Regions from separate parts of the Mus musculus genome. Here all the other regions are linked to region 2. The links are chromatin contacts, called in public promoter capture Hi-C maps. All regions are on one chromosome and are shown on one strand. The core of a region is the stretch at or near the end of the contact, and the rest is flanking DNA. Distances in the headings are between cores, read along the strand shown.

What was found. Promoter capture Hi-C pulls out the DNA fragments that hold promoters and counts their contacts.
Region 1: a promoter capture Hi-C map of second pharyngeal arch cranial neural crest shows a contact between it and region 2. The contact joins the promoter of Ubxn11 here to the promoter of Gpatch3 in region 2. A contact is called at or near these places in 6 of 39 promoter capture datasets (cranial neural crest, erythroid cells, frontonasal cranial neural crest and 3 more) and 5 of 115 datasets of contacts at active chromatin or transcription factors (bone marrow-derived dendritic cells, embryonic stem cells, large pre-B cells and 2 more).
Region 3: a contact with region 2 is called in a promoter capture Hi-C map of liver, with 3 times the contacts expected there. The contact joins the promoter of Ppp1r8 here to the promoter of Gpatch3 in region 2. A contact is called at or near these places in 2 of 39 promoter capture datasets (hippocampal neurons and liver) and 1 of 115 datasets of contacts at active chromatin or transcription factors (microglia).
Region 4: a contact with region 2 is called in a promoter capture Hi-C map of liver, with 2.6 times the contacts expected there. The contact joins the promoter of Ahdc1 here to the promoter of Gpatch3 in region 2. A contact is called at or near these places in 3 of 39 promoter capture datasets (hippocampal neurons and liver) and 2 of 115 datasets of contacts at active chromatin or transcription factors (both in embryonic stem cells).
Region 5: a promoter capture Hi-C map of liver shows a contact between it and region 2, with 5 times the contacts expected there. The contact joins the promoter of Paqr7 here to the promoter of Gpatch3 in region 2. A contact is called at or near these places in 4 of 39 promoter capture datasets (hippocampal neurons, liver and pre-B cells), 1 of 484 Hi-C or Micro-C datasets (liver), 1 of 115 datasets of contacts at active chromatin or transcription factors (bone marrow-derived macrophages) and 1 of 9 other capture datasets (pancreatic islet).
Region 6: a contact with region 2 is called in a promoter capture Hi-C map of pre-B cells, with 7 times the contacts expected there. The contact joins the promoter of Extl1 here to the promoter of Gpatch3 in region 2. A contact is called at or near these places in 4 of 39 promoter capture datasets (hematopoietic stem and progenitor cells, hippocampal neurons, liver and 1 more).

The regions. Positions count from the first base shown.
Region 1 is chr4:134,101,198-134,104,150 of GRCm38.p6, forward strand. Ubxn11 (UBX domain protein 11) reads left to right here and starts at 1,386. Exons shown (of 15, transcript NM_026257.3): 1 at 1,386-1,451.
Region 2 is chr4:133,573,184-133,576,353 of GRCm38.p6, forward strand. Gpatch3 (G patch domain containing 3) reads left to right here and starts at 1,562. Exons shown (of 7, transcript NM_172876.2): 1 at 1,562-2,027. The coding sequence starts at 1,577.
Region 3 is chr4:132,841,733-132,844,670 of GRCm38.p6, forward strand. It overlaps Ppp1r8 (protein phosphatase 1, regulatory subunit 8), which reads right to left and starts at 1,437. Exons shown (of 7, transcript NM_146154.3): 1 at 1,325-1,437. The coding sequence starts at 1,380.
Region 4 is chr4:133,010,095-133,013,295 of GRCm38.p6, forward strand. Ahdc1 (AT hook, DNA binding motif, containing 1) reads left to right here and starts at 1,412. Exons shown (of 7, transcript NM_146155.3): 1 at 1,412-1,429; 2 at 2,096-2,193.
Region 5 is chr4:134,495,272-134,498,083 of GRCm38.p6, forward strand. Paqr7 (progestin and adipoQ receptor family member VII) reads left to right here and starts at 1,490. Exons shown (of 2, transcript NM_027995.3): 1 at 1,490-1,765.
Region 6 is chr4:134,371,056-134,374,114 of GRCm38.p6, forward strand. Extl1 (exostosin-like glycosyltransferase 1) reads right to left here and starts at 1,492. Exons shown (of 11, transcript NM_019578.2): 1 at 1-1,492. The coding sequence starts at 663.

The sequences.
Region 1 (2,953 bases), core at 136-2,635, 530 kb after region 2:
GAAATCCACCTGCCTCTGCCTCCCAAGTGCTGGGATTAAAGGCATGTGCCACCATGCCCGGCTCTATGTTTTTCTTTTTCTTTGTGTTTTTTTAAAGACAGGGTTTCTCTGTGTATCCCTGGCTGGCCTGGAACTCACTCTGTAGACCAGGCTGGCCTCGAACTCAGAAATCCACCTGCCTCTGCCTCCCAAGTGCTGGGATTAAAGGCATGTGCCACCATGCCCGGCTCTATGTTTTTCTTTTTCTTTGTGTTTTTTTTAAGACAGGGTTTCTCTGTGTATCCCTGGCTGGCCTGGAACTCACTCTGTAGACCAGGCTGGCCTCAAACTCAGAAATCTGCCTGCCTCTGCCTCCCAAGTGCTGGGATTAAAGGCGGGAGCCACCACACCTGACCTGGTTTTGTTTTTCTAAACAGGGTTTCTTTCTGTAGCCTTGGCTGTCCTGGGGCTCACTCTGTAGACCAGGCTGGCTTCGAATTCAGAGATCCTCTTGCCTCTGTCTCCTGCTGGGATTAGAGACAAGTGCCACCACCACCTGGCAAGAAATATTTTGAAAACATCTATAGAGGTGTTTGATAAGTACTTTGCATTACCCTCCTAATGGCCAATCCCAGCAACCTTGTCAGGTAGGCCGTATTTTCATTTTACAAGCGAAGAAAAGGAGATGTGAATGTGCTCAAAGTTACCCTGTCTGTACAGGTGAGGACCCAGTGCAGTCCTAACTAAAGTATCTCTAGTACTTTGGTGCTATTAGGATAATTTTAGTTTTCAGTTAATATCTATTTGGTCACTTATTTCGTGTTGCATCTGGACAGTGCTCCTGCAGAAATCGGAAGACAGATCCAGGAGCCGTTTTCTCCTGCCATGTGTGACCTGATCGAACTTGGTCTTCAGCTTGGTAGTAAGACCAAGACTTAGTACCCGTTGAGCCATCTAGCTATGAGGCTGAGGGAGGGGAAATTACTCGTCATACTGGAAGTGAAGGGTCACCCAATTATTCTACTTAGGAACTAGAATTAGAACTTTCCTGCAGTGCATCATCTAGTCCATAAATTAGAGGGGGGAAATGAGATTTAAATATTTATTAAGTCACCTGCATCATTTCCATTCATCTTTGCATGATCAGGTGGGAAAACAAAGGAAACATGATTTCTTCAAGATCAAATAGCACAATATTGACAACGTCGGGTTCAACATCTTCAGGTCTAGAGGCTTCTAGGGACCAATCTCTTGAACTCAAGACCCGGCCTCAAGAACGCCCTCTGACCTCTTAGAGCGGTGCATTCTGGGATTTGAAGTCTCACGTGCAACCCTATGCCCGTCTTCACTGCCCTCTGGTTCGTTAGAGAGCCTCTCGGAATTAGCCAATGAGAAGTGCTCGGGTCCTGGTCGCCTGGGAAACCCCGAGACAACAAGATGGCGGCGCCGCGGGACGGCTCGCTGGCCCCGTGGTGAGTGCCATCTCCGGGCCTTTCTGCCCCGCTAAGTCTTCCCGCAGGCCGCGGCCCTCGTCCTGACTCCGAGGGTCGGCGACATGCATGACTTGGCTCAGGAGGGAAGTGGGGACCATACTCACCGTGTCCGCGCGTGGAGGCGGGACAGGCGGCGGAATCCTGGGGCGGGCTTTGGGCGCACTAACCTTCTTAGTGCCAACGTGCCCAGCAAAGGATTAGGAGGATGTCGCGCAGCTATCAGGCTGTCGCCTGGTGTGTCGAGTGATAACTGCCTAGGGCAGCACTCAGTTTGGTCCTTCAGATGAAGAAACAAAGGACACGTTTGTAACCCTCACCGGAGGCGACAACCGTATCTTTACAGACTTAATGGGTTGTGACATAGGCCTGCACTCTATGTAGGGGCCGAGGAGAGAGGACTGGAGTACGAAGCCTATCTGGCTACATTGCGAGTCCCAGGCCAACCAGGGTAAATCAGCGAAACTTTACCTTAAATTAAAAAAAGTAAAATAAAACAAAGCCAGGAGTGGTGGCTCACACCTTTAATCCCAGCAAAGTTTGAGGCCAGCCTGGTTTAACAGAGTGAGACTCTTGTCTCAAAAACAAAAAACAAATAACTAAACAAAATAGAAGCTGGGCCTGGTGGTCTGCAGACGTGTAAAGCTACTCAGGAGGCTGAAACAGGCGGAGCACATGTTCAAAGTCAGCCTGGACTTTAGAGCCAGTTCAAGGCCAGTGGGGGCAAAGACCTTTATATATATTATATATTTATTATTATCATTTCATACATATATGTGTCTGCATGTGTGTATGTGTACCACATGCATGTCTGGTGTCAAAGGAGGCCAGAGGAAGGCATCACCGTCCCTGGAACTGGAGTTACAAGAGGTTCTGTTCTGAGCTGCGATGCAGTTACTGGGAACCAAACCGAGGTTCTTCAAGAGCAGCAATTGCTCTTAACCTCTGAGCCATTTTCAAGCTTAAGACTTTATTTCAAGCTGGGCATGGTCGCGCACGCCTTTAATCCCAGCACTTGGGAGGCAGAGGCAGGCGGATTTCTGAGTTCCAGGCCAGCCTGGTCTACAGAGTGAGTTCCAGGGCAGCCAGGGCTATACAGAGAAACCCTGTCTCGCTGGTTGAGGCCAGCCTGGGCTACACATTTTGGGCTGGTGAGATGGCTCAGTGGGTAAGAGCACCCGACTGCTCTTCCGAAGGTCAGGAGTTCAAATCCCAGCAACCACATGGTGGCTTACAACCATCCATACGAGATCTGACTCCCTCTTCTGGAGTGTCTGAAGACAGCTACAGTGTACTTACATATAATAAATAAATAAATCTTTAAAAAAAAAAGAAAAGAAAAACTAAAAATAAATTTAAGGGGCTGGAGCGATGGCTCACCAGTTAAGAGCACCGACTGCTCTTCCAGAGATCCTGAGTTCATTTCCCAGCAACCACGTGGTGGCTCACAACTATCTGTAATGGGATCCGATGCCCTCTTCTGG
Region 2 (3,170 bases), core at 312-2,811:
CTTTCATCTGAGCAGAAACACCTACACCCACCATCAACCATCAACTGTATAAAAATTCTTAGAGAGGGGTGCGATCTCATGAGCCTTCCCCCTCCTCCATGACAGGAAATTGAAGGGCCTACTTTTGGGCAGAGTTGCACTCGCTATGAATTTAAAAATGGATCCAGGGCTGGTGAGATGGCTCAGTGGGTAAGAGCACCCGACTGCTCTTCCGAAGGTCCAAAGTTCAAATCCCAGCAACCACATGGTGGCTCACAACCACCCGTAATGAGATCTGATGCCCTCTTCTGGAGTGTCTGAAGACAGCTACAGTGTACTTACATATAGTAAATAAATAAATCTTTATAAAAAAAAAATGGATCCAGAGGCTCCAACGCCCTCCTCTGGCCTTCCTGAACACTGCACACAATCACAAGAGCTATACTGTTTGTTTGTGAGGGACTCAACGCCTTGTACGGAGGTCGTCCGAAGCTGGCAATATGGTTTTCGCCTATGATCTCTGGGAATAGTTTTCGATGTCTATGCATGTATTTGTACATTTAAAAAAAAATCTTTTTGAGGGCTGGAGAGATGGCTCAGCGGTTAAGAGTACCAACTGCTCTTCTGAAGGTCGGGAGTTCAAATCCCAACAACTGCTTTGCAACCATCCGTAATGAGATCTGATGCCCTCTTCTGGTGTGTCTGAAGACAGCTACAGTGTACTTACATATAATAAATAAATAAATCTAAAACAAACAAACAAAAAAACCAAACCAAACCAAAAAAAATTTTTTTTTCCCTCGAGACTTCTCTGTGTAGCCCTGGCTGTCCTGGAACTCACTCTGTAGACCAGGCTGGCCTCGAACTCAGAAATCCGCCTGCCTCTGTCTCCTGAGTGCTGGGATTAAAGGCGTGAGCCACCACCGCCCGGTTTGTTACAGATAATTTTATGTGCATGAGAATTTTGCCTGCATGTATGTATGTGCAACACGTATGTGCCTCTAGAGGTCAGAAGAGGGTGTCCAATCTCATGAAACGAGTTACGTATGGGAGAGTTCCCTCGTACGTGGGTGCTGGGAATCCAATCCAAGTATTCTGTAAGAGCAGCGAAAGCTCTTAATTGCCGGGGCATCTCTTCATCTCCCCCGTCCCGCGCCCTGAGAAAGGCTCTCTCGACATAGCCCCGTCTCAGTCACTATGTTGACCAGGCTGGTCTTGAACTCACGCACACCTGCTTGCCTCTAACTCTCAAGTGCCGGGTTTAAAGGCGTGAGGCACCACGCCCGGCTGGGTTGGTACTGTAGAGTCCAGTTTTGCATCAGACCTCCGCCACCTCCCGCTCAGCATCCCGGTGCTCTACACTGGTTCCTCCTTAGAGCCTCTCACACGCTGGACCAGCTATCACTGAGCTACAGCCCAGCCCATCGCACGAGTTTTCCATCTTCTGTGGAGCTGGAAACACAGATTCGGCCCAAGAGCAATTAAAACGAAACTTCAAGTACCAAACGGTCACCGATGCCACATTGACCAAACTCCAGCATCCGAGACGTGGTGCTCTCGCGAGAGTGGACGCCAAGCAATCATGTGACAGGCCAAGATGGCGTCGCCCAGGGAGCTGGACGAAGAGTCGCCGGTTTACCTGGTGGTGAGCGGGATCCCTGCCGTGTTACGCTCGGCTCAGTTACGGAGCTACTTTAGCCAGTTCCGGGAACAGCGCGGCGGAGGCTTCCTGTGCTTCCACTACCGGCACCGGCCCGAGAGGGGCCCTCCGCAGGCGAGTCCCGAGGCGGCCCGGGCTGGCCCGGACCCCGCCGCTGAGGATCCGGTTCTCGCCCAGGCTCCGGCCTCCGATGCCCGCGCTGTCCGCGCCCGGGGCTCTGCGGCAGCCCAGACCCGCACCTGCTGCTGCGTCGTCTCGGTGAGGGGAGCGGCGCAAGCCCAGCGGCTGCTTCGCATGTACTCCGGTCGCCGGTGGCTGGACTCTCAGGGGACCTGGCTTCCCGGTCGCTGTCTCATCCGCAGGCTTAGGCTTCCCACCGAGGTTTCAGGTAAGGGGGAGAGAATGGACCGGACGCACGGCCCTTGGAAAAGAGGCGCATTGCCTGGGTGGTTAAGATAGGTTATCACTGTTTAGAGCTTAAGTTAGTTCTGGACAAAGCTACAAGTTTTCAGCCCAATCTGCATGTTTTTACTCAAGGACTTACAAGGCAAAACAGACAAAACAACTGAGATCTGTATAGATAAGTTTCAAATGTATCCCCTCTTAAGGACCATTTCCCTAAGGGTGGTGATTTTTGTACTGACATGATTTCTTAAAAAGGATATTTGGAGCCCGGTGCGCTAAGGCACGCCTTTGATCCCAGCTCTCAGGCGGCAGAGGCAGGAGGATCTCTGAGCGAGCGAATTCCAGGACAGCCAGTGCTACACAGAGGAACCATATCTTGAAATGCACAAAGGAAACTTGGTTTCTTCTAATCTAACCTAGCGACTGGAAGACAGGCTCTGCAGAGGAAAGAGCTGGGGGCAGCAGAGAGGGGCTGGGCACAAGTGTGTCCATTGGGGAAAAGGAAGCCAGGTGTTTTAAAATGCCAGATGGAGAGGTTTAAATAAATTATTTTGAAACAGTTCATCCTAAAGAGTCATTAGCAATAGTGGTGGTATATATGCCTTTAGTTCTAGTGCCTGGGAAGTAGAGGCAGATGGATCTCTGTAGTTCTAGCCTGGCTTGGTCTACAAAGTGAGTTCCAGGACAGCCAAGACTATCTAGCTCTGACCCTGTCTCAAAAGTTAAAAAAATAACATACAAAACAAAAATGAAAAACTGGTATCAGCTCAAAGTTAAACAGTTTCATAGAAAGAGGTGTGTGTGTGTGCGTGTGTGCGTGTGCGCGTGTGCACACACACTCGAGTGCATATGCCGGCTATGGTTTAAGCAGAATCTTTAGGAGCAATGTCTTATCAAGACATACAGCATGAGCTGCCTCTCTATGTGTGTGTCTCTCTCATGTAATCTATGCTGGCCTCAAACTCTATGAAAGTTCCAATGACCTTGAGCCAGGTGTGGTAGTGAACCCCTTTAATCCCAGGAAAAGCAATCAAATTTCTATATTCAAGGCCAGCCTGGTTTACATGTCTAGTTTCAGACCAGACAGGGTCTGCCTCAAAAATAAATAAACAAAAGAAGTAACCTT
Region 3 (2,938 bases), core at 187-2,686, 730 kb before region 2:
TGTTTGTGAAAAAAAATCTAAGTCATCAGACTGTTTTCTATACCTCGCTTCATCATTCAAGGGGATGGATGCTCAAATGTCAAATCACCTGACACAGTTCCTGGTATACACCAGACCCTGAGGTAATGACAGGTGATCTCAAAGAAAGAGTCTCTTTATATTTGGCTGGCCCAAATTTGAAATAAGTGCAGCCAGGGACCAGTGTGGATAAAGAATTTGTAGGCTGAAGCACATGGATATGTTAAAAGAATAAAGAAATCCAGGAAACAGCCAAGCATTCATTCGCTTCCTGGGCTTGTTCTTTTGAACCTTCCAGGGCCCTTACATTTGCACAGAAGAAACGATATCGAGTCTATCTCATTGAAGATTCAACACAGACATCTCACAGCTCCGCTCCAATCTCTCATGGCAGTGGCTAAAAGGACAGTGCATCGAACAAAAGCCCATTTGCTTCGAGATACAGATTAAAATGAACATTAAAGCCAAAATATTTTGTCTGAATATCCTACCATGTGATTGACTCAGGCCTAGGAGCTGAGCATGATGCAAGGGTTTTTGCCCTTGAAGATCTCAATGTAACAGAAGCCCGAGAGGTAACACGTTAATAACCAGGAAGAGCCGCAACAGCAGAAAGGGCTCTAACCCCGATGCATCCTCGTGCAAAGCAGTTCCTATTCATTCATCTTGCACCCCACTCAACGCGGAAACCATCCTACTACTTCTCTGAACTTCCCAGGGGATGAAAATGCTGTATGCTAACAACTTCTGCTGTCTTTTGTACCGGGTTTCGTGCTGGTCTGGTCAGAGAACAAGGGGGAACAGTCCCGCGCCATCCCTGCCCGCAAGGAGCACCTAGTCCGCTTGGAGGGTGCAGCAGCCACGGAGGGATGCAGCATCAGGTTGGACTGAGGTAGGGAAGCCAGCTCGTGCGCGCTCCAGACCTTCAGCACCCGGGGAAGGTTTGATGCTCCCCGAGAGCATCGGGCACTCAGTGATGAGTTAGGGCAAGTTAGGGGCCAAGGCCTGAAGCACCCCGGTGAGCGGCTGACCTCCCAAGCGCTGTATAAACTGAATACCTTCGAGCCCCCAAAACTCGGGTTTCCGCAGAGCCTGGGCCCCAGCTCCAGGATCCTCCACACGTCGCCCGGCCCCTCACAGCGGACAGTTTTCCCTCAATCATTCCAGGATCTTTCTGAGACGTTCGTTTCATCGCAAAAAAAAAAAAAAAAAAAAAAAGGAAGAGGAAAAAAAAATACAACCTTCTCCTTTCTGTCCGGGTTAACTCACGCCAAGCCGCTCCAGTCCCAGAAACCTCATTACTCACCAAGTCGGGCAGTCGAACAGCGGGAGGCTGGAGCCGGAGTTCACGGCTGCCGCCATCTTGCGTCTCCCCCTCCCATTTGGCGGGTCTGAAGCACGCCGGGAAACTAAGAGCTCGGGAGGGAAGAGGCGGCATCCCAGCAGCCTGTGCGCAGCGCGTGCGTGCGCACGCGCAACGCAAGGACGCTCTCCTGGGAGCGCCTCTGGCGGAGGGCATCAGGGGCTGGGTTTGAAGTCTGCAGTGTTTGCTGGAGAGGCTGGGGGCGGGTGTCTCCTTGGTCACGGGGTCAGGAGTGGTTTGTACCTTGATGCGGCTTTCGCGCTGCGTTTTCCGCCAGAAACCCTAGAGCTCTGCAATCTGCATTAACTCCCAGCTACCCACCCCCTCGGGCTTCATCTAGCGATAAGCAGGTGATGGCTAGAGATAAGAAGTGATGGCTTTTTTTTTCCCCCTTTTTCCAGCCTTCCTTCGAAACACTGCATCTGAAAACAGAATCCTTACTCATTTGTCCTTTCTGATCCCAAGTCTGATGTGTACGGCTCAGTGGTAGTGTGTTCAGCAGGCGCGAATGAGGCCACTGATTCAATTCCCCAAAACCAGTAATTTTCTTAGATCTGGGAGAATCTATAGATTAGGCGACTGTGTCAGAAATCATGTAGTCTGTTTTTGAAAACTTTGGACAAACTGCTGCAAGGCACAGACTCAAAAGGAAAAAAAGCCTCCAATTTTTAGTAACTTAACCAATTCTCAAAAATGTTTAATTCATGGCCCCTTAGGATTTTTCTCTGTGGGTCATAGTGACATAGGAAGCATTAGGGTTACCATCTTCCTCTAAGCCATTAGCTTGCTGGTTGTAATGGTTTTGTCTATTGAGTGCTTATGGGGAAGTATGTATTTCATATGGATCAGTTCACTTGGTATTCCCAAAACTCAAGACAGATTGATTCCAGAAGAGAGGCTCTAGCCTCACCTTACAAGGAGTGGTATTCGAACCTGAGTCTATGTAAAGCCAAAAGCCAGGCTCTACTAGTCCCATATGTTTCTGACAACATACCATTCCTTCGTATGCAGTGGATGGTCCTTTTTTCACTTTTGCAGAAAGATGGGATGATGACTTCACAGTTTTTAAAAGAAACAAATGGTTGGAGGGTGTGGCAGCACATATCTGAAATTCCATCTGCCTTTGCTTCCTGAGATACAGGGTTAAAGGTAGTCAACACTATGCCCTGCTAGACAGTAAAATTAATAATAATAATAATAATAAATTCTCCAGGTTTCAGTAAGCAACAGCAATAGAACATGTCATGGTTTGAATATGCTTGGTCCAGGGAGTGGCACTATTTGGAGGTTTGGACTTGTTGAAATAAGTGTATCATTGTAGGCTTGGGCTTTAAGTCCTGTATCCTGGCTACCTGGAAGTCAGTCTTCCACTAACAGCCTTCAGGTGAAAATGTAGAACTCTCAGCTCCTCCTGCACGATGCCTGCCTGGATGCTGCCATGCTCCAGCCTTGATGATAATGGACTGAACCTATGAACCTATAAACCAGCTCCAATTAAATGTTTTCAGCATAAGAGTTGCCTTTGTCGGGCTGGCGAGATGGCTCAGCAGTTAAGAG
Region 4 (3,201 bases), core at 162-2,661, 560 kb before region 2:
GAGGGATGGTGAAGGTGGTGTGGATGTGTTGTTAGCATAATGTCACCATCTAAACATGTGTTGACTAGCAATTACCCTGCAAGAGCAAAGAAGGCATCAGAAGCAGGTGGATCAGGGAGTAAAGGCATTGCTAGAGAAGCTTAGGACATGGGGCAAGATGGACTAAGTTGGCAGACATTGGCCAAAGGAATGTCAGACACAGTCATGAGTTGGGATCAGCTCAGAAGCAGTCAATAGACAAGTAGCAGGGCAGTGATCACTGCATCACTCATCTGTTTCTTCTGCAAACCTTATCTACCTTAGTGCCAAGGGAGGACACATAGACACAGGGAAGAAAGATCAACAGTAAAGGATGGCGGGGACGCGGGGGGGGGGGGGTGGAGTAGAGGGAATCACCACTCTGTTACCGCCCAAGGGTTAAGGAAGGAAGGAAGCTTTGAAATTATCCAGATGCTGAATCTACCACTTTCTAATCGGGACACCTGGGCTCCGGAACTCTTATATCTAAAATAGAAATAAGGTCTCGTAGGGTTTTTTCTGCAAGGCTCCAAGGACCCCGTGCTGCCCGGGTGCTCAGTAAATGGCAGCCGCGGCAATTCTCCTTTCAGAGCTGTCCAGCCACCTCCCTGGGGGTAACAAAGCCTTCCTCAGAGGCGCACATTCCCATCTGTGGGATAGGCAAGGCAGGGGGCCCAGAGCCAGGGGCTGGAGAACAGATGTGACCTGAAGAGGAGGTAGGTGAAAGTGCTGCGCCCAACCCCCACGCCGCAGCAGGCGCTGGAGAACTGTTGAATTCCGCTCACAAACAATTGTTCAAATTCAGAAGGCATGGTATCTACACTTTGTCCAGAATTTTTTGCGCCCTCGCCGCCCGTGGACGACAATAAAAAGTAGGCGCTGGAAGAACTAAATCCAGGGCTGAGTTTGAGGCGAAGGGCCACGAAATGCGGAGGAGACTGTAGCGTTTCCAGAGCGGCTTTCTTGCCAAACGCCTCTTCTGATAGGAAAAACGTCCCCAAATTGAAAGTGTAGGTCCTCTCGTCTCTCCATGGGCCCTCTCAACGTGTTTGGGACACCCCAGAAAGTCGCAGCCCTTTTGGCTCATCCTCTGATGCCCGATTCCACTCATTTTATTCTCAGACCCCGCCCCTGCGCTACCACCCGCAACCTTGGCGCAGCCAGAGCCCCGAGTAGGGGCCTCGGAACGCCCGGAATGTTCCTAACCCTTGAGGAGGATCAGCAGTCCTAGATAAAACGGGATTCATCCGGGCCAGGGATACTCCGGCATAGGGTCCGCTCCGGGCCGCGCCGTCGGAGCAGCCGGAGTGGCCCCGCCCGCACAGCGCGCGGAGCGGCCGAACAGGGACTACAAGTCCCGGCGTGCTCTGCGCGCGCTCCCCCCTGGGGTTCCGGATGGTGAGCAGCGAAGGTAAGGCGAGCTCGCAGAGGCAACGGCGGCGGCGGCGGAGACGGAGAGAGGCAGGCAGGCAGGCAGGGCGAGGGCGAGAGACGGAGGGAGGGAGCGAGCGAGGCAGACCAGACAGACAGACAGGCGGGCGGGCGGGCCGAGCGAGCCACCCGCCAGGCTGCGCTCAGCCCCGCTCGCAGCGGAGAGAGCAGAAGGCAGGAGGAGGGAGGGGAGGAGGGAGGAGGGAGGGAGAGAGGGAATCCAGCTACCACCACCCAAAGCCAGCGTCTGCTTTCTGTCCTCATTTCCTTTTCCCACCCAGCTCGGAGAGCAGAGAAAGGCAGAGAGAGAGAGAGAAATAGAGACAGGCAGACAAACAGACAGACAGACAGAGCGGGAGGGAGGAGGGCGGCGGAGGAGGAGCAGGAGGACTACGCGGGGCGTCTTCCCTCCCAGGTTTGCAATTGGGGGGTTGGGGCGGGGGTGTCCAGGGCTGTGAGAGTGTGTGAGCGGCTGGGGAAGCGAGTGGGGCGCAGATAGCGAAGGAGTAATCGTGGTGGGGGGGACGCCGCGGGAGCGGGGGGCCGTGTCCAGCGGAGTTAGCGGCGGAGAATGTGAGCCGAGGCGCGAGCCATGCTGTCAGCGACGGCAGGCGGCTCAGGGCTCCTCTACGACTCCTCTTCCCAGCAGCCGGGCGCCCGTGTCGCTGCCGCCGGCGGAAGATAGACGCCCCCCGAAACCCCTCGCCTGGCTCGGACCCACGGAGCCGGCAGCCCAGCACTCCGGTAAGTAGCGCCTCCTGCCCAGCAATAGACGCGGTTGGGGACCGGCCGGCCAGGCTCTTTTGTGCAGCGCACTGTGGGGGGGCCCAGCGCCCCCAGTCCGGTCCGCCGGACCCCGTGGCTGCGGTGCCCGCGGTGCGATCGGTCTTTGTTTCCACCGGGGCCCGCGGCTCGGCTGGGCTCGGCTCGAAGCCTGGCAGGCAGCGCCGGGAAGGGGGAGGGGGAGGTGGACGGGGAGGGGGGGCGGGGAGGGGGGGTTCTCGGGTTTCCTGGCCGCCCCGCGGCTCCCCCGGCTCGGGGGCGAGGTGCGCGCCCAGAGCTGCCGCGCACCCCCTCCTCCTCCCCCTCCCTCCGCCTTTGGATTTAAAACTGCAATTTGCTCTCCAGCTTGCTGAGAATGTGGGGGGGGGGATGTAGGGGGACCGTGGGAGCGGAGAACAAGGCTGGATTTTAGGATAGGCGCTGGGAAAAGGGGAGACTGCGGAGGGAGGAGCCCCTCCCCTCCAGCCCCCAAATCCCAAGGTTCCGTTGGCGCTCTGGGAGTTGAGGGGCGGGGACCTAATGACCCGGAGGGGGTGTGGGGCGGAGGAGGGATTTGGGGGCGGCCTGGCCAGAGGGGTTGGGCCGCGTGCCCGGTTACCTGGCGAACAAAGTCGGCTCACTTTTGCATAAATAAATAAATAATCGTGTATCAATACGTTTCCTCTAGGGCTCTGATTGAATCGGCCCCCTCTTCCCCAGGGGGTGGGGTGCTGAGTGACAGCTGTCAGCCCCCTAGGTCGGGAGCTGGGGTGAGCTGCTGAATCTCTGCTTTCTGGCTGAGGGCGCCTTCCCTGGCTGGGTCTGGGTCCCTGGGCAGAGCCAAAGGGGCAGGGGGCTGGCTCTGAGACTAGGAGATAACCTTGTTTCCTGTTCTACAGGAAAAGGGACAGCAACCCAGAGTTTGGGGGCTGGGGACGAGGACTGATGGGAGCTGGGGGGGGGAGGGTTCCCCAGCAGCCTGACCCCCCC
Region 5 (2,812 bases), core at 240-2,739, 920 kb after region 2:
GGCCCCATGGCTGCTCAGAGCTCGCTTCCCCACTGTGTAGAGTGGTAGACACAGAACCTGTTTCAGGGGATGGTTTAGATCAAGAGAGGTCGTCATGGCAACTGCTTGGCTCACCGCTTGCCACAGGCCAAGAACATTACATATAAACCGTGGATTTGAAAACAAACCAAGAGGGGACAGGATGTGGTGGTGTATGCCGGAGACCTCAGCCTCTGCTTCACTTGTGAGCTCCAAGCAGGAGCTGGGTGAGACTCTGCCTTTAAAAACATACAAATGAACAAAAAACATACCACCTCTGACAAAAGCCAAACCAACCGGAAACAAAGAATCAAAGCAGTGAGAGCTTGACCTTCCTGCCAAAAATAGAAGCTGAGTCCGAGGCTTCTTCTAAGTCCTTACTGTTTGTTTTGTTTTGTTTTGTTTTGTTTTGTTTAAGATGGGATGTCTTTGTTTAGCGCTGGCTTTCCTGGAACTAGCTCCATAGAGTAGGCTGGCCCAGAACCCAGAGATCCCTTGCCTCTGCCTCTGGCTCCTGAGTGCTGGGATCAAAGGCGTGTGCCACCGCTGCCACCACTGTCTGCAAAGTCTCTCATTTTTATTCATCCTATCAGGACACAGTCACCATATGTTGCCCAGGCTGCCCTTGAACTCCTGGCTTCAAATAATCCTCCTGCCTCAGTCTCCAGAGTAGTAGGCACGGGATGGCAGGCCTGTCGGCTTGCCCCATGGATTCAGGAAATGTGGGCGTTTGTCTGAATTTGTTGAATGAGAGGCCAGTCTCTCACATACAATTCTCTTAAGATAATATGCTCATCACAGTACAGAGGGAAATTTTGCAGTTTCCAAAGACCTTCATGTCCACCGTTTGACCTAAACACCTTGTCAAGTGGTACTGCCATCTCTATAACACTGAGGCCCAAAAGAGCAAGGTTTGTCCAAGGTCGCAGGGTGAGCTGGGGTAGCAACAGGCTTCAATCCTGTTAATGTGTCAGGGCTCTAGACTCAAAAGCTCAGTAAAGGACAGGGCCCTAGCCTCTACCAATCAGGCCTCTTTACTCAAGACCCGGTCTGGTACTCCATTTTTGTTAGGTATGAACACCACAGAAGGGGCAGGCACATGAGGCACTGTAAGAAAGTATTTATTGGAGGCATACCCTGCCTATAAAAACCCACTGGGCTGTTCACCTTCTCTGCTGGTCCCATACCTGGAAGATGTGACAACCAGGAGTGGTTGTTCTGACAGAGATCTAGACAAATCAGGACAGGGAAAATGTCAGAGATCACGGGATGAGACTTTGATAAGCCAGAGAGCCCAGTTTGGGACGCAGCTCCCCAGGGAGAGCGACATCTGGACTACAGTAGCCCTGTGAGGCATGAGCGGTATGTGCTGAGCTCAAGCTTGCCTCAGAGCTCTTGGGACACTCATCCGACTCTCTTGCAACTATCACAGAGCGAAGCTTGCGCTTTGGGGAAGTGGGTAAACTCTGCAGGAGTCTGCAGCCTCTTATCTGAGCCTAGGTTCTCTGGGCCTTCTATTTTCAGACTGTACTGTGGCCGCAGGAAGTCCCGGGATGCGTCGTGGAGTGACCCCTCCTGCAGTCTGAGCTTGCATAACGCCAGGCGAGAAGCTGCAGACTGGCGGAGGCGGCTGAGCTCCCGGTGCCCAGCGCCGCCCTCCGGGCTTGGGGCGTGGCCGCTACCCCTTTATCTGCGACTCCAGCGCGGGGGACGCAGCAGACAGCTCCTAGCTCTGCTCTGACCACAGGTGAGACTGCTCCTGGAGATCCCGGGGCCGGGCCGGGCTGGGCTGGGCTGGGAGTAGAGAAGTGCTCCCCCGGCACGCGGGTTGGGGGTGTGCTCCTAGCTGCATGCGTGCGGTGCCCAGTGGCGGAAGTGGGCAGGTGGCAGAAGATGGGGCGAGGCCGAAGACAGCAGGACCCTGACAGCCGGACAGTTATGTAGGGGAGCACCTCCCGGTAGGGGTGAGGAGAGGTCACCAAGGGAATTAGCCTCAAGGAGGGGACCGGAAGAAGAAACGTTTGAGGTCACCCCACCCCCGGAGGAGCAGTGGGGGGGTCACTGTAAGGGAGTGGGGAGAGCAGAAGGATTATGGGAGGACCAGAGGTAGCATGCCATGGAGAAGGAGGACCAGGGCTGGAGTAAAGCCTATGAGCTTGTGGCTTGTGGAATGGGGAGAATAATTCAGTGTCGTCTGCAGAAGTTAGGCATGGGAGACAGCCTGTGCAGCAGGATCACACCCTGGGCAGGAACAACCAACCTCACAGGCTATGTGCTGCATTCTAGGAGCGAGGTTATAATGGGACAAGAAGGAGCAGGGGTGGAAGTGTGTGTGTGTGTGTGTGTGTGTGTGTGTGTGTGTGTGTGTGTGTGTGTGTGTGTGGTATGTTTTGCAGATCCTTGTGGGGGAACCCCCAAGGAAAGCTTTAGAGAGGTGGGAGGGCTACCAGGCCAGAATATTGGATCCCTTCCCTAGCGTCAGGAAAGCCAGATTGCCCTAGATAGGAAAAGAGACAAGGCCCCACCACCACCCTCAGCCTTAACCTGGGGGATTTCCTCCTAGCAGCCCCTGAAGCCCCTTAGGCTGCCTCAGGCTATGCACTGAGAGGAGGCTTGGTGGATTCCCCAAGCTGACTGTTCTTGTTGGGTACCCGGGGACACCATGATGAAGATCTTCCCTTTCAGGGTACTCCTTGGAACCGTGGGAGTGTCTGAACTTTGGGGGAAAATGTCCTTAACATTTCCATTCTGATCACGTTACTGAGTACAAATGGAGACCCACAATGCAGTGTGA
Region 6 (3,059 bases), core at 242-2,741, 800 kb after region 2:
CAGTAAGGTGGCCCCAGGTTGGGGACTGTGCTGCTGCAGCTTGCCGGGAGCCCCACCTCGCAATGGGTGAGCTTCGGGGAGATACGGGAGCGCTAAATCGAAGCCCGGTCGGAAGATGTCCGAGGAGGGGCTGGCCTCAGCTACCATCGCCTGTCCCAGCCTGGTGCAAGGGGCTGGGTAGAGACTCAACACCAGATGGTTCCGGCCTCCGTTCCAGTTCGGAGGCAGGGGCCCGCAGGCTCCTCTACGATCCTGGCTGGGGAGAAAAAGGAGAAGGCAAGCGTCTGCTGGGCTGAGTGCAGAGTAGCGGGAGCCTTCCAAGGAATCCAGGATCCTGCGCTGAGCCTCAGAGGTCGGACCAGCCGGGGAGTGCACAAAGATCTTGAGGACCTTTCCCCTACACTTGGAGGTGTCAAAGCAGGCTCCCCAGGTGCAGCTGCTTCCCCGAGAGACCCGAGGGAGCTGTGCGACATCTTCTGGGTTCGTCTCAGACTGGGAGAAACTCTGTAAGAAGGCAGCATCCAGCCAGCGGGGCCAGCCTTGGGAGCGCCCTGGAAGAGGACCGGGCAACACTGCCAGGCGAAGGGGGAAGACTCCTAGGAGGACGAGGAGGAGCCAGAAGGCTGACAACGCCAGCCAGAAGGACTTTCTTCTCCACAGCATGTGGCCACCAACAGCTAGGACTAGAAGGAAGTGAGGAATTTCTGTAGCAAGTGGAGGAGGCGACCCCAGGCAGGAGGGAGCTGGAAATCAGCCTTCTGGTCCAGCGCTCTCACCATTGAAGGCAGGTCCCCTAGCTAAGTTCGACTAACCATTGGCCACCTGTGGGATTGACCCCTCGTGGGAAGTCCAAGGAGGCTCTGGCTTTCTAAATTTGCATTCCCACTCTCCGACTGCTTTCTCTACCTTCACACAACCTTGCCACCCTTTGCCCTCTCATCGGGACCTCTGCCCTGGGCCACTGCTCGGGCTGATGCAACCCTTGTCCAGACCACAAGATCGTGTCCATTTGCGCTCAGGACTGCACCCCTGATCTTACCCTTGACCCAAGGGCAGGCTATCTATGGAGAACTGTCTGGGTTCATGGGGAGTGGGTATCGGGAGGGGGTGGCCAAGGATGATGTAGAAGGAGGCAGGACTGTCCTCTCCCACTCTTCCCTCTGCCCCAAAAGCTCTTGAAAAAAACCCTGGCTACCCCTGTGTTTGGTGGCTGGCCTTCTGTGGCAGAACTATAAATAGACCTTGTGTCCATGTGGGCCACCAGAGCCAGCTGAAGTTGGAGCCGGAGTGCATCCCATGCCCGCCGCCTGGGGAATGAGAAGGTTCGGAGTGTGGTCTTCTTCCCCTCGGCTATGGCCCCTAACCCAGGCAGCTGCTCTGCACCCTCCGGCTAGGAGCTGTCACAGGGCAGAGGGCAAGACCTACGCTCCAAATTCCTGTTCCTGCCCCACAGGTCCAGCCGGCAGCTCCAGGTCCCACTCCAGAAGGTATCAAGTCGGTCCAGCTCTCTTTCGCAGCAGCAGCAGCCTGGCCACACCCCCGCCAGCTCTGATTGGCTCCTGGCTAGGAGGCAGGGTTTCCACTTAACCCCTTGCAACCTCTTTCGCTGGGGTACCGTTTCGTTTCTTTTTCCTTTTTTTTTTTTTTTGAGACGAGGGGGGTGGGGATGTTCCTGTAGCCCCGGTTGGTTTCAAACCCACCTTGCAACCAAGGACTTTGAGTCCCTGATCAATCTGTCTTCACCTCGGAGTGCTCGAATGCCAGCTACCTGCCATCACGCCTGGCTCTGGAAGATTAATAATGGTCAGGAGGGCACCATACCTCACTGGTGGCTGTGGATTGACAGTTTGCTTCTCTCCAAGGTCTTTACCAGTGATCCAAAGTAGATGTTTATCTGCCTTTCCCCCCCCCTTTTATTACGATTATCATTGTCTATTTTTAGAATTGATGTTGTGGTACTGGGAGTAGAACCCAAGGCTTTGTGCACACTAGACAAGTATTCTATCACTGAATTACATCACCAGCTCTTTTGTCTTTTTTACTATTGAGAAAAATGAAGCGCAGAGCAGGGATTGCCTTTCTTAAGGTGACCCAGCTTTGATGTGTCCAGGTGAAGATTTGAACTCAGAGCCTGGCCTGATGGGGCCTCTTCTTGTCCCCTCGGCCACTGAATGGAGCTGGGCAGTGTCTACCTGCATCTTTAAAATGGATTAACATCATTCCCTTGGAGGGTTGCTATTGTAGGTCCTACAAGAGCACTTGGTGGGGTGTCCTTCAACAAGGAAGTATCCTTCCGCTGGCCTCTCCTCCTTGGTGAGCAGCCTGAGGGCAGGGCACAGTGAGGTGCCCAGGAACATCCTCAAAATGGGATCAAGAAGAATCTGGCCTCTTGCAGTAAGAGGTAGGTCGCTCCGTGATAGACAGCTGCTCAGGCAAACCGCAGGCTTTCTCACGCAGGAGACAGGTGTGGGCATGCGCTGTTGCCATCCCACCAGGCTTGGAATTGGCAGAAGGTTCCCTTCCTCTAGGAAGCGGCTGAGACTCCTGAGTCAGAGCCAGGACCCTCCTTCAGGGGCTCAAGCTTGCTCTGGCCACATCCATGTTCAATCATCTAAGAGATCCTTCGCATCCTAACTTGGACCAGGTTCCCAGGGAGGCACTGGAAGTGCCATGCTGAATAAGAGTAATAGTGTAGGTGACTATGTCCTGAGCACGCTGGAAATGACTATAAAGGAGATATTACTATCATTCCCATTTTACAGAAGAGAAAGTTGAGGCTCAGGGAACTTGAGTAACTTTGCCTGTATTCCCATGGCTTAGCCAGGTCCTAAGCCATCTATCTATACATCTTCTCTTTTATTCTGAGGCAGTGTTTCTCTATGTAGCCAAGAACACACTATATAAACCAGGCTAGCCTTGATCTTGCGTGTCTCTGTGTCCCCTGTGCTAGGATTAAAGGTATATGTTACCATACCTGGCCATTCATTTTAAAAACATATTTATTTTTATTTGGTGTGTATGAGTGTTTGCCTCTGTGTGTGTGTGTGTGTGTGTGTGTG